Regions from separate parts of the Hordeum vulgare genome. Here region 1 is linked to region 2. Evidence: chromatin contacts called from public Hi-C data. All regions are on one chromosome and are shown on one strand. Each heading gives the region's core, a stretch centred on a gene start, on an enhancer-like site or on the middle of the called end of the contact. The rest is flanking DNA. Distances are from core to core; before and after follow the strand shown.

Evidence for each region. A called contact is a pair of places that touch in the nucleus more often than the background predicts.
Region 1: a contact with region 2 is called in a Hi-C map of seedling, with 6 times the contacts expected there. The contact joins the promoter of LOC123441905 here to the promoter of LOC123441894 in region 2. A contact is called at or near these places in 3 of 6 Hi-C or Micro-C datasets (leaf and seedling) and 1 of 1 datasets of contacts at active chromatin or transcription factors (embryo).

The regions. Positions count from the first base shown.
Region 1 is chr1H:419,829,809-419,835,116 of MorexV3_pseudomolecules_assembly, forward strand. It overlaps LOC123441905 (PTI1-like tyrosine-protein kinase 2), which reads right to left and starts at 2,687. Exons shown (of 6, transcript XM_045118083.1): 1 at 1,974-2,687; 2 at 1,630-1,877. The coding sequence starts at 2,334.
Region 2 is chr1H:419,609,414-419,614,631 of MorexV3_pseudomolecules_assembly, forward strand. LOC123441894 (endo-1,3;1,4-beta-D-glucanase-like) reads right to left here and starts at 3,960. Exons shown (of 7, transcript XM_045118076.1): 1 at 3,639-3,960; 2 at 3,516-3,537; 3 at 2,908-3,034; 4 at 1,979-2,069; 5 at 1,802-1,891; 6 at 1,604-1,704; 7 at 680-1,059. The coding sequence starts at 3,789. The coding sequence ends at 919.

The sequences.
Region 1 (5,308 bases), core at 1,437-3,936, 220 kb after region 2:
TAAAAGTGCAGATACAAAGCCAGATGATTTGCTTATTATAGTGAACTACTGAACATTTGTTAAATCATTTGTACAACTAAATGATTTTTTTCAGTGCTGTGTATTTAAATGAATCTTTTGCTGTTACTTTCTGGAGTATTTAAATGAAAGGGGAGTATAAATACTGTTTAGTTAAAATGGAACTTTGCTGTTTTGGATTTTCCAGTAGCTTAAAATTCTTGTTATGTGCTTTGCTGAATTTAAATGGAGTAAATCAGTGTAAACTGAAGATTTTTCAGTGGCAGGGGCGGGAGCGGCGGCCCGGGCTGGCGCGGACGGAGGCGGTGGCAGGCCTGCCCGCCGCCGCTTGGCCCCAACGGTGGCGGGGGCGGCCGGGGCTGGCGCTGCGGCGGGCGCAGGGGCGGGCGAGGGCCGCCGCTTGGCCGGGGCGGGCGCGGCCGGGGCCGGGGCGGGCGCATCGGCGGCCGGGGCGGGGACGGGGCCGGCAGGGGCGGGCGCGGCCGGGGCCGGGGCGGGCGCGGCGGCGGCGGGGGGCTCAATAGCGGCGGCGGGGGCGAGGCGGGCGCGAGGAAGGCGACGGTTGGGAGACGGGATCGATCCCGCGCTGGAGCTGAAGTGGAGTGCGCAAAACTAGTTTGAGGGTTGGACCTCTAAAAATATTTACAGGTTTAAGGGTTTAAGGGTTCTAGTCTACGCCGTTTTTCGGACGAAAACTGTAAAAAACGGTTATTTTTAAGGGTTTGGAGGTTTGAGGGCTGTACTAGATTTGCTCTTAGGTGTGGCAATCTTAGGCTCCCTGAATATGCCAGTCTAGTCCAAAATATGGGTTTGACCGATGAGACAATGCTACAAGAGACTGTCCCAGACTGATTGTTTTTCCATAAGTTAAAGTTGATTAGCCTGTGATGTGAGCCTAGGCCAGGTTCACTATACTAGCCTGAAATGATTCAGCGAGCCAGCCAGGGCGATAAGACCACGATTTGGTAGCAGAGCAGGGTCACGTACGTAGCAGTACACCTCCCCTGCCCGAATGGCAAGGGCAGCAGGGCACGGCCCGGCCCTCCAGGGAGCAAGCGACCCTTTTTCCCGTGCCGCGGCAAGTTGCGCATGATCCGCCAAACGAACGTAGGAGGTAGGCACGGGCACCGCTATTCTGCCACGGTTTGGCCTTGCTGACCCCGCAAGACGCACCCGCTATTCTGCCGATGCTGGTGGTGATGCGTCTCTCTCACTCCCAACCCAACTAAAGACAACACCAACACTCTGTCGCCATGGCCACGGAATGACCCAACCAGGCGTACTTGGATGCCTTCCAAGGTTACGTACGCGTGCCACAACCTCCCCCGATCCACCCGTGCACGCACGATCCATCCCAGTCCCAGCCGCTCATCGACAACGAACAGCAGCAACAACCACGTACTCCAATCCAACGAACCACCCCCTCCCTGCTCCTGCTGCTGCTCCTGCTGCTGGTGATGGATCAGTCGCGTTGCGTGTAGAAACTAAACTTAAGGTTGGTACGCGAAACAAAGGCGGCGTGCGCACATGGACATGGACATGGACATGGACATGGGCATGAGACGTGAGCCGATAGATGTGGGATACGCATGTGCGGGTTGAAGAGATTACCTGGACGCGGAACTCGCGCTCGCCCTGGCGGCGGGGGTCGAGCTGCAGGCGCTTGACGGCGGCCGGTGTGCCGTCGCCGAGGCGGCCGCGGAAGACGACGCCGTACGCGCCCCGACCCAGCACGTTGCCCTCGCCGAACCCGTCCGTGGCGCGCTCCAGCTCCCTGTACGTGAACACCTGCGCCCCCCTGCTCCGCGGCTGCACCACCGCCAGCCCCAGCGGCCCCAGCCGCCCGCCGTATATGCACCCTGCGCCGTGCCACACCACCCAAACCAGTTATCAGCACCACAGTGGAGTAGTGCTGCATTGGTCAAGCGAGCGAGCGAGCGAGCGCGCACGCTTACCTGTGGCGGCGTAGCACCTGCCATTTTGGTAGCCGCGGACGCTGCTGCCGCAGCTGGACGCCGGCGCGCCCGGCTTGTCGCCGTCCACGCTGTCCCCGGCGGCCACCAGCCTGAGCTTCGCCCGGCGGGTCAGCACCAGGATGACCGCCACGGCCACGAGCAGCACGAGCCCTATGGCCAGCGCCGAGAGCGGCAGTATGGCGAAGAGAGGGTTGGAGCGGCCGTCGTCACCGCCGCGCCGCAGAGGCGCCGGCCAGGGCGACAGGGGCCAAGGCGCGAGGAGCGCGTCGGCGGCGACGTCGGCGGCGGCGAGCGGAGACGGGGCCGGCGGCGAGGGGCTGAACGCTGACACGCCTGCCATCCCGGCCCGAGGATGGCTGGCCGGGTGAGCACCGAGTAGCAGAGCACTCGGCAGCTGCAGCAAGTGGTGGAGCGGTGTACAGGGAGATAAAGGGTGTGTAGCGTACCCGCGGAGGGAGATATTATAGGAGACGAGGGGCGCGCGAGAAGAGCGTAGGGTGGGGTGTCCTCTGAATCTACTACTACCTGAACTGAATGTTGCCCAGCAGTACTTTTGCTTTGCATTCCCTGCGCAGCCTGCAACAGCCCGGTAGCTCGCCGGGCCAAACGCCGGTGCGGCCGATGTGGACGGGGGGCGGTAGATGCGTGCGGGCGGGCAAGGCGCCGAAAAGGAAGAGGACCGGGCACGGCGCACATCACATGCGGCCACCGTTAAATTCCCGGCTCGTGAGCGTCGTTTGGTTGCGTCTCGCGTTGCGCGCGCGCGCGCACGCACGGGAAGCAGCCCTGCGGGCGAAGGTGGCAAAGGGCGCTGGCTGGTCCCGGCGGCCGCGCTTATTAACTCTGCCGTAATACGGACGTCTGACGTCTAGAAGTTGCCTCTTCTGATGGTCAGGTCAGGGGGCCGTATCGTATTCGTAGCAGTACCGCCAGGGTATGTGCATCGCACACGTGAGCTGGCCTGGTCTCGTCGCATCATCGTAGGTTTAACGTCTCTCGCGAGGTAGATTGGGTTTTACCGCCCCGAGGTTCGGTTCGGGAAGCAGACAAGGTTGATGACAGAGATGAGCCGCGCATATCCGTAGCGATTTCGCTGCGTAGATCCATCCACCGAACCCTCCGTCTCGGACGTGGTGTACGCTTTCCATGCATGCGCCAACAAATGCCGCGCCTGCTTCCAACAAATAACTCACGCGACTGCCTTCGTCACGTACTAATGAGCAATGCTACGTCTATGTAAACGTTTACATACGTTTATGTGATAGCCTGACTTGGCAATAATTAATTAAATTAAGAGAAGGATGAGGCTCATCCATCCCTAAAAATCAGGAAAGGCATGTTTAGATTAGTTAAAAGGTTTAGTAAACTTTGTAGGCTTTAGTAGGTCTAACATTTTCACGTACTAATGTTCTTTTTTTGGACTACTGTTACTGGCATTATTATTATATCACTTTACCCATCCCGTGCCAGTACATGTCCTTCTAACGTAGTGTTAGGAACCAATGAAAGCGCGAGAGACGGAATTGGCACTTCCGCTTCTTTCCCGAACTCTAGCTGCGCATAACCAGTTCGGGAAAGATCAACGATATAACATTGTGCGCTTCTTTCCCGTGATTCCTAAACCCTGTTTCTTCCCCGCAAGCATAAAAAAATTGAAAGAAAATATTTATACGAATCTTCGTGTAATATCAATGATATAAAATTTAGACGTGCAAAGTAACGTATCTTTTCATCATTAGTAAACAAAGCAGCAATATAATTCAGTTTCATGAGGTGTTCGATAATTTTTTTATTTTCATAACCATGAAAAGGATCCGACTCTACTATACGAGTCAATTCAGGTTCCATAAAGAATTCATAGTCCTTATCAGTGACAAATATAGGAGAAGTGGTAAATTTACGATCATGTTTCATTTTTTTATTATAGATTTTTCTTTTAGTTTGCATAGTAGTTTCTTCAAATCATTCCTATCTTCACAAGAAATAAAGTCCCTAGCTACTTCCCATCCATAACATAATTTTCAGGTACATAGGGCAATTCATATCTATTAGAAGAGCGATGTGTAGCAGGTGATTCAAAATCTTCAAGCATTTTCAAGTTCTCTAGCTTTAGCAAGATGAGCATCAAGTAGTTCAAACAGTGGCACCATTTCATTTTCATCAAATATAGCAGTAGTGTCGTCATTAATTTCAGAAGTAGCATAATCAAGTTCATGTGACATTTCAGGACGACAAGTGGTGGTGTAACAAGCTGATTTAAAATAATAGGTGAATTAAAACCACAGCTAGATGGCAGTTCCTTACCTCCTCTCGCGCGAGAGGGTATGATCTTAGTTCGAGTATATTTTAGATTCTTCATAGTAGCAATTGGATATCCTCATGTTAATACAATAAATATAGCTATGCTCCGTGATAATGACATCAGAAAAAGGTCTTCATAACCCATAAGTATAGGGGATCGCGACAGTCTTCATGGGTAGTATTTCACCCTAGTTTATTGATTCAACACAAGGGGAGCCAAATAATATGTATAGGCCTTGACAGTTGAGTTGTCAATCCAATCGCATGTGGGATATATCTTTGTAGCAAAAGGTTTAGTAGCACGGCAAAAGATAGTAGTAGCGGTAACACTGATAGCAACTATTTTGGTAACGATGGTAACAGTAGCAATTGAGTAGCAGGTGTGACAGTAGCAGAAGCAGCAGTAGTAACTAAGCAAGATTCGGTATTTGTAAAGCGTAGGCACATAGATCAGCGATGAAAATATATGGATGACATCAATCATGTGACAATTACACACTAGAGCGACACAGAACTAGCTCCAATTCATCAATGTAATGTAGGCATGTATTCCGTATATGGTCATACGTGCTTGCGATAAGAACTTGCATGGCATCTTTTGTCCTACCGTCCCGTGGTAGTGGGGTCCTATTGGAAACTTAGGGATATTAAGGCCTCATTTTAATAGAGAACCGAAACAAAGCATTAACACATAGTGAATACATGAACTCCTCAAACTACGGCAATCACCGAAACGAATCCCAATTACTGTCACGTTGGGGCATGCGGATCAAGACACATAAATAGGTGCATACAACTTACAAGATAGGATCAAAATACTTCTCATATTCGGAGAGAACATAATAAGTTTAGATCTGAAATCATGACACTCGAGCCCTAGTGACAAGCATTATGCATAACAAAGTCATAGCAACATCAATCTCAGAACATAGTGGATACTAGGGATCAAGCCTAATCAAACTTAACTCGATTACATGATCAATCTCATCCAAATCTCATCACCATCTAGCGAG
Region 2 (5,218 bases), core at 2,710-5,209:
TGCCATGCAAGCCCCGGCGCCTCTGCCTTGCATGCCCTCAACCACCACTGAGTCTGTTTTACTTTACCAAAGGAATGGAGGGCGCACAGGCATGTGAAGGTAAGGATAATGCTACAGCTCGAAACCGGAGTAGAGCGGGAAGGACTGAACTGATTCTGGAGTTTTCTATCCCCAGATTGAAGAGCCCCCATCCTTTGGATACGTCCAAACTGCAGTGCGCCAGCTGATACGGCCTGGGTAAAAGTCATTGCGCTGTTGCTTTCCTGCCGGCTGCCGCTCCTGCACCCTGGCCGCCTCAACCGTTCGCAGCTGCCATGTGCATGCTAGAAACGACAAAGCTAATGGCGTGTCGGCCTAGGCAGCAACGTCATAAGGTGTGGTGTTTTCATGTGGATCAAAGAAACGAGCTAGTTCAGCATTGGAATGTGGAGCAAAAACACAAGCAAGACTGACGATTTCTACGTGCAGCGGCAACACCACGGACTATGACATTTTTAAAAAGATAAATACTTTTAAATCGAGTTCAGTTTGTGACACAGATTGTTGAGAGTGTCAGAACAGTGCAAAAGTCCTCCTCCGACCTGCTGAGGATGCCGCTGGTCCTCGGTAACGACCTGTCCTTCCCTATCGGACAACAAACAAAAAGGATAAAATGAGGAAATCACCAGGGAAGTGCGTCTCTCTAAAACTGCAGGCACCACATTTTATTTAGCACAATAGTTCAGTGTTCAGCACAAGCAGACCCCGGAATGAGCAATCACACACCAACCAGCACGCCTGCGACAGACAAAGACGCATGTCCTATAGGCATCGGCTAGAGCAAACACCATAACATAAACCCCGGATGCTCGCGTGATGACTCGTGAAGAATGACACAGGCTTATTAGTTATTACAAAAGGAGGGCCGCTAATTCAGGTTCACTTGAGGTTCTTGTTAAACCAGTCAATCATGTCTGTCAGGGCCTCCTCGGCGCTCTTTACAGCAGCCGCATCTTCGCCATTATATCTCACGGTCCATCCATGAGAAACCCCAGGGAAGATCTTGACAAAGTGAGCAATCTGTACAACCATAAGATATCTTATCAGGAATTCAGGATGGAAGATTTTGACTCCAGTTCTCAAACAATAATGTGACTCCAATTTATGCACATTGAACTCTATTTTCTCATTTACTTTTTCACAAAATTTCACGTCTTTTTCATAATAACCTGTATGATACCTGAATACTAGTGAATATAGAATAGAATTGCCTTCTTACTTTCAAGAAACAAGACGCTCAGATGGTTAATTACACTAGCTTCTAAATATAAAATGCTTAGTCCAGGGAATTATCAAGTAAAAGCCATAAAGGCTGGATGGCTTTTTATTTTTTTATAAATGTCAGATAACTACCCTAACATCAAAAGGAAAATTAGTAAATAATTTGGGAAGGAAGTAACTCGTAATGCTGGAACAACCAGACAGTATTCTGATGAGATACAGTTTCACACCGGGACAGTTTCAAATTTAGCAGCTTAGTTTAGCCTTAGTTATATCAGATATTCTATACCTTGTGAACACCATGGTTGACTTGAAGATCAGGTTGCTAGAAATTAGAACTTACCCCTGAGTTAGATGATAGAACCTGCTCGAACTCCTTGACCAATTCTGGTGGGGACATCACATCAGTTTCAGCTCCAAGTACAGCGATGGGGCATTTCACCTCTGAGATATAGCACATGTCATATATTAATAATCTGAAACCTTTAAAATGAAACAATGTTCGAGTATCTATCTGAAACTCTCAAGGAAGAGATTTTACCTTTTATATCATCGACAGTAACAAAAGAAGGATGCGACATAACGGCTGTCTGGATCTCATTAGCTTTCGCTAACTCTGCGACTACCTTTGCTGATATGTGGGAAGAAGAAGCACAATGTTTAGCAGGTTAAACCTTGGAGTTTGGGTTCAGATGTAACAAGACAAAACAGTGCTTACCACCCCAACAATAACCTGCAGCCCCAACACTAGACGCTCCTTGTTCCTTTAGAGCAGCGATAACAGGCTTTGCCTCTTCAAATGCTTTTCCCTGTATAGAGGAACAATTTATTCGTTTATATTAGATGTCAAATTGAATTCAGGGAGAAGTAACTCAAATCCCTATCAGCTAAGTAGAGCGCCTTCCACCGATGATTCGAGTCTGCTCCCGGGCTCATCTGCTCCCGTTGACGGAAAAAATCAAAACAAATACTAGAAAAAAAAAAATGCCAAAAAAAATTGTGTGGTAGACAATTAGATGCGTGAGGTCCACTGCAAATTTCATCTTATTTGGACATCTGAGCAGCTCTCAGCAAAGAAGACAAATCAGGTCAGAGAAGTTCATGAACAGTTAACCTTTGTTACAGATACCGATTTGTCTCTTTTGCTGAGAGCTCCTCAGATGTCCAAATAGGTTTATATTTGCAGTGGACATCACGCATCTAATTGTCTACCACACAAAAAAAATTGGATTTTTTTTAATTTTTCTAATATTTCTTTTGATTTTTTTTCGTCAGCGGGGTGTAGATGAGCCCGGGAGCAGAAACGCTTCTCCTGCCTTCCACTCTATTCTTCTGACCCAAGAGAGTTTATCCACATTGGTGGAAGATAAGGATAATAGCCTAAATATATTCTCACAAAGTCATATCATGCTGCCATATACAGTACATGTTGTTAGGTTTGGACCTATTGGTTTTATCATCACATCCCACCCTCGGTTACTTTAGTTAACACTGTCCGAATCAAAGTACCAAGACCAGCAATGCCATGCGATGGAAACTGGAAAGCTTCCGAAACGTAAACCTTAAACATAAACTAAAGCGACGTAGCCTGAACTTTTACAGGATCAATAAAAGAACAAGGTTTCAGGGAATCAAGGGATAACAAACCGCGGTATGCTCCTTGATCCACACTGCTATTGGTCTGTCAGCGTCTTCAGGTACATATGGATCCCCATGCAAGAAATCTGGCACCACAACGAAATATCCAGACGCAGCAACTTTATCGGCTATCTTCCTTCATGAGCAAAGAAACTATATCAAAACTTCCTCATAGGTGACACTCGCTGCTTGCGATAAAACTAAAGTATAGGGCATATGCCATCATCTCATAAATAAAAGTCCACTGAACTAATTCAAAATCTAACAGCCGAGCTAAAATCCCAACCATAAATTGTGTGAACAACATTGGAGCTTCTATGTGGTGAGTGTGATTATAATTTTATAATTTCCTTTGTCTTTCTCATGTGGACGACTTCCGCGTATCACAGACCTACTAGTATTAGAAGATGGCAAGACGAAATTGCCCAAGTTCTGAACAATATGCAAGACCTACAAAAACGGCAGGCGAAAAGCAATTCCTTCACAGGGATAACGCCGCCGCCCCGGGAACAGAACAGCGCTCTGCCGACTCCACAGACCTATCGTTGCTAAACCAAAATATATCGGTGCAAAAACAGAACTCGTGTGGTATCAGAGAGCACACAAACGTATGCTACCTCAGATTCGGCGCTCCAAACCCTGCAAGCAGAAGACAGGTCGCGCCGTTATGGTCACTGTCACCGGCAACCGAACTTGAATACGAATAGAGAAGGGTTCTGATAGAAATATAGGAGTATTACCGAAGACGTCGGAGATGAGAACTACGGCGGCCTTGGACTCTTGGGCGCCGGCGACGTACGCCTTGATCCCGCCGAAGCTGTCGACGACCTTGCCCTCGCCGGCGGCGGGGTTGAGCGTCGGTGGGTTCGCGCAGCACTGCGGGCTAGCCATGTCCGTCGCGCGCGCTGGTGGGGAGGGGCGAGAGTGATTGCCTGGCGATGAGATTGGGATTGGGAAGCGGACCGAGCGACAGCGCCGCAGCGACACGAAATAAATGGGGGGAGAAGGACAGCGGACGCGTGACTGGCGGCTCGTTTCGAATCTGTTCGCGTATGGTAGAAGCTCCCAGACTTTTGGGCCTTCCTTCGCTTTACCTTTACTGGCGAGAGGCCGCGAACTGGGGTGACCTCAGTCCTGACCCAATTTGATTTGATGCTCTGCAACCTTTTCGTAGTGGCAGTGGCGCGGGCCACAGATTTTACTTGTTTTTATTTTGGCATTTTGCCACAGAGTATAATAGAAGAGTGGCTCATTTTCTTGCGCAAAGTGCTTCCTTGAAAAAGCGCAGAGTAGAAATACATCTTCTCACCTGGCTCACGAGAAAATTGATAATATGACACACGTTTTTTGGAACTTTGATGCTATGACACACCTTTTTTTCTGTTTGATTAGATGACACATCTTTCATTGATAACTAGATTAAATGACATAAATGAAGTTTTCCTCTCATTTTCTAGGTTTGGGCCTTCACGTTGTATTTTATAGGACGTTTTTGTCCCTGGTCGTTATTTGACCTGCTTGGTACGATTGTTGATTCCTGAAACGAGAAGCACAGCAAGGCGCTGCCGCCGCTCGCGCCGAGAACGCGCTGCCGCCGCTCGCGCCGCCGATCGTGCACAGAACGCGCTACCGCCGCTCACGCTGCCGATTGTGCACAGAACGCGCTGTCGCCGAGAACGCCCTGCCGCCGATCGTGCACAGAACGCGCTGCCGCCGCTCGCGCCGCCGCTCGTGCACAGAACGCGCTGCCGCCGCTCGCGCCGCCGCTCGTGCACAGCAGCACTCTAGCCGTTTCCTCCCGTTGCCTTCTCATCCATTGATTCACAGGTTCCATCGCATGTCTCTCCCTCCCTTCTCCTCCTCCTCCTCTCTCTCTCTCTCTTTCTCTAACTGTTTCACTTGTGTAGTCAGGAAGTTGAGACGTACAGAAATCCTAGATCATGGAGATTATGGTGGAGGAGACATAGTGGACAGGCTTCACGACGAGTAGAACGCACTGATCGTGCTGATGGAGCCAGATGGCGCAGCTTCAAACAGGTTAGTAGCTTCTGAATTTAAGCATTCTCTGAATTTTTTTTACGAGAAGTTTCTGAACAATTCGGCCTAATCATTGATTATGTTTGAAAATTATGTAATTTTGCAGGGAAGACGGTTCAGGGTTGCGCGTTGCCATTTATAAACTAATTGTTAGAGTTCTTCGATTTGTCGCAAAGCTTGATGATGGCAGTGAGCGCCAAGTTGTCGAACATGATCTGGAGTTTGAGGTTAACATGAAACATTTTACGACTGAAAAATTGATAGAACTCGTTAGGTCAAAAAT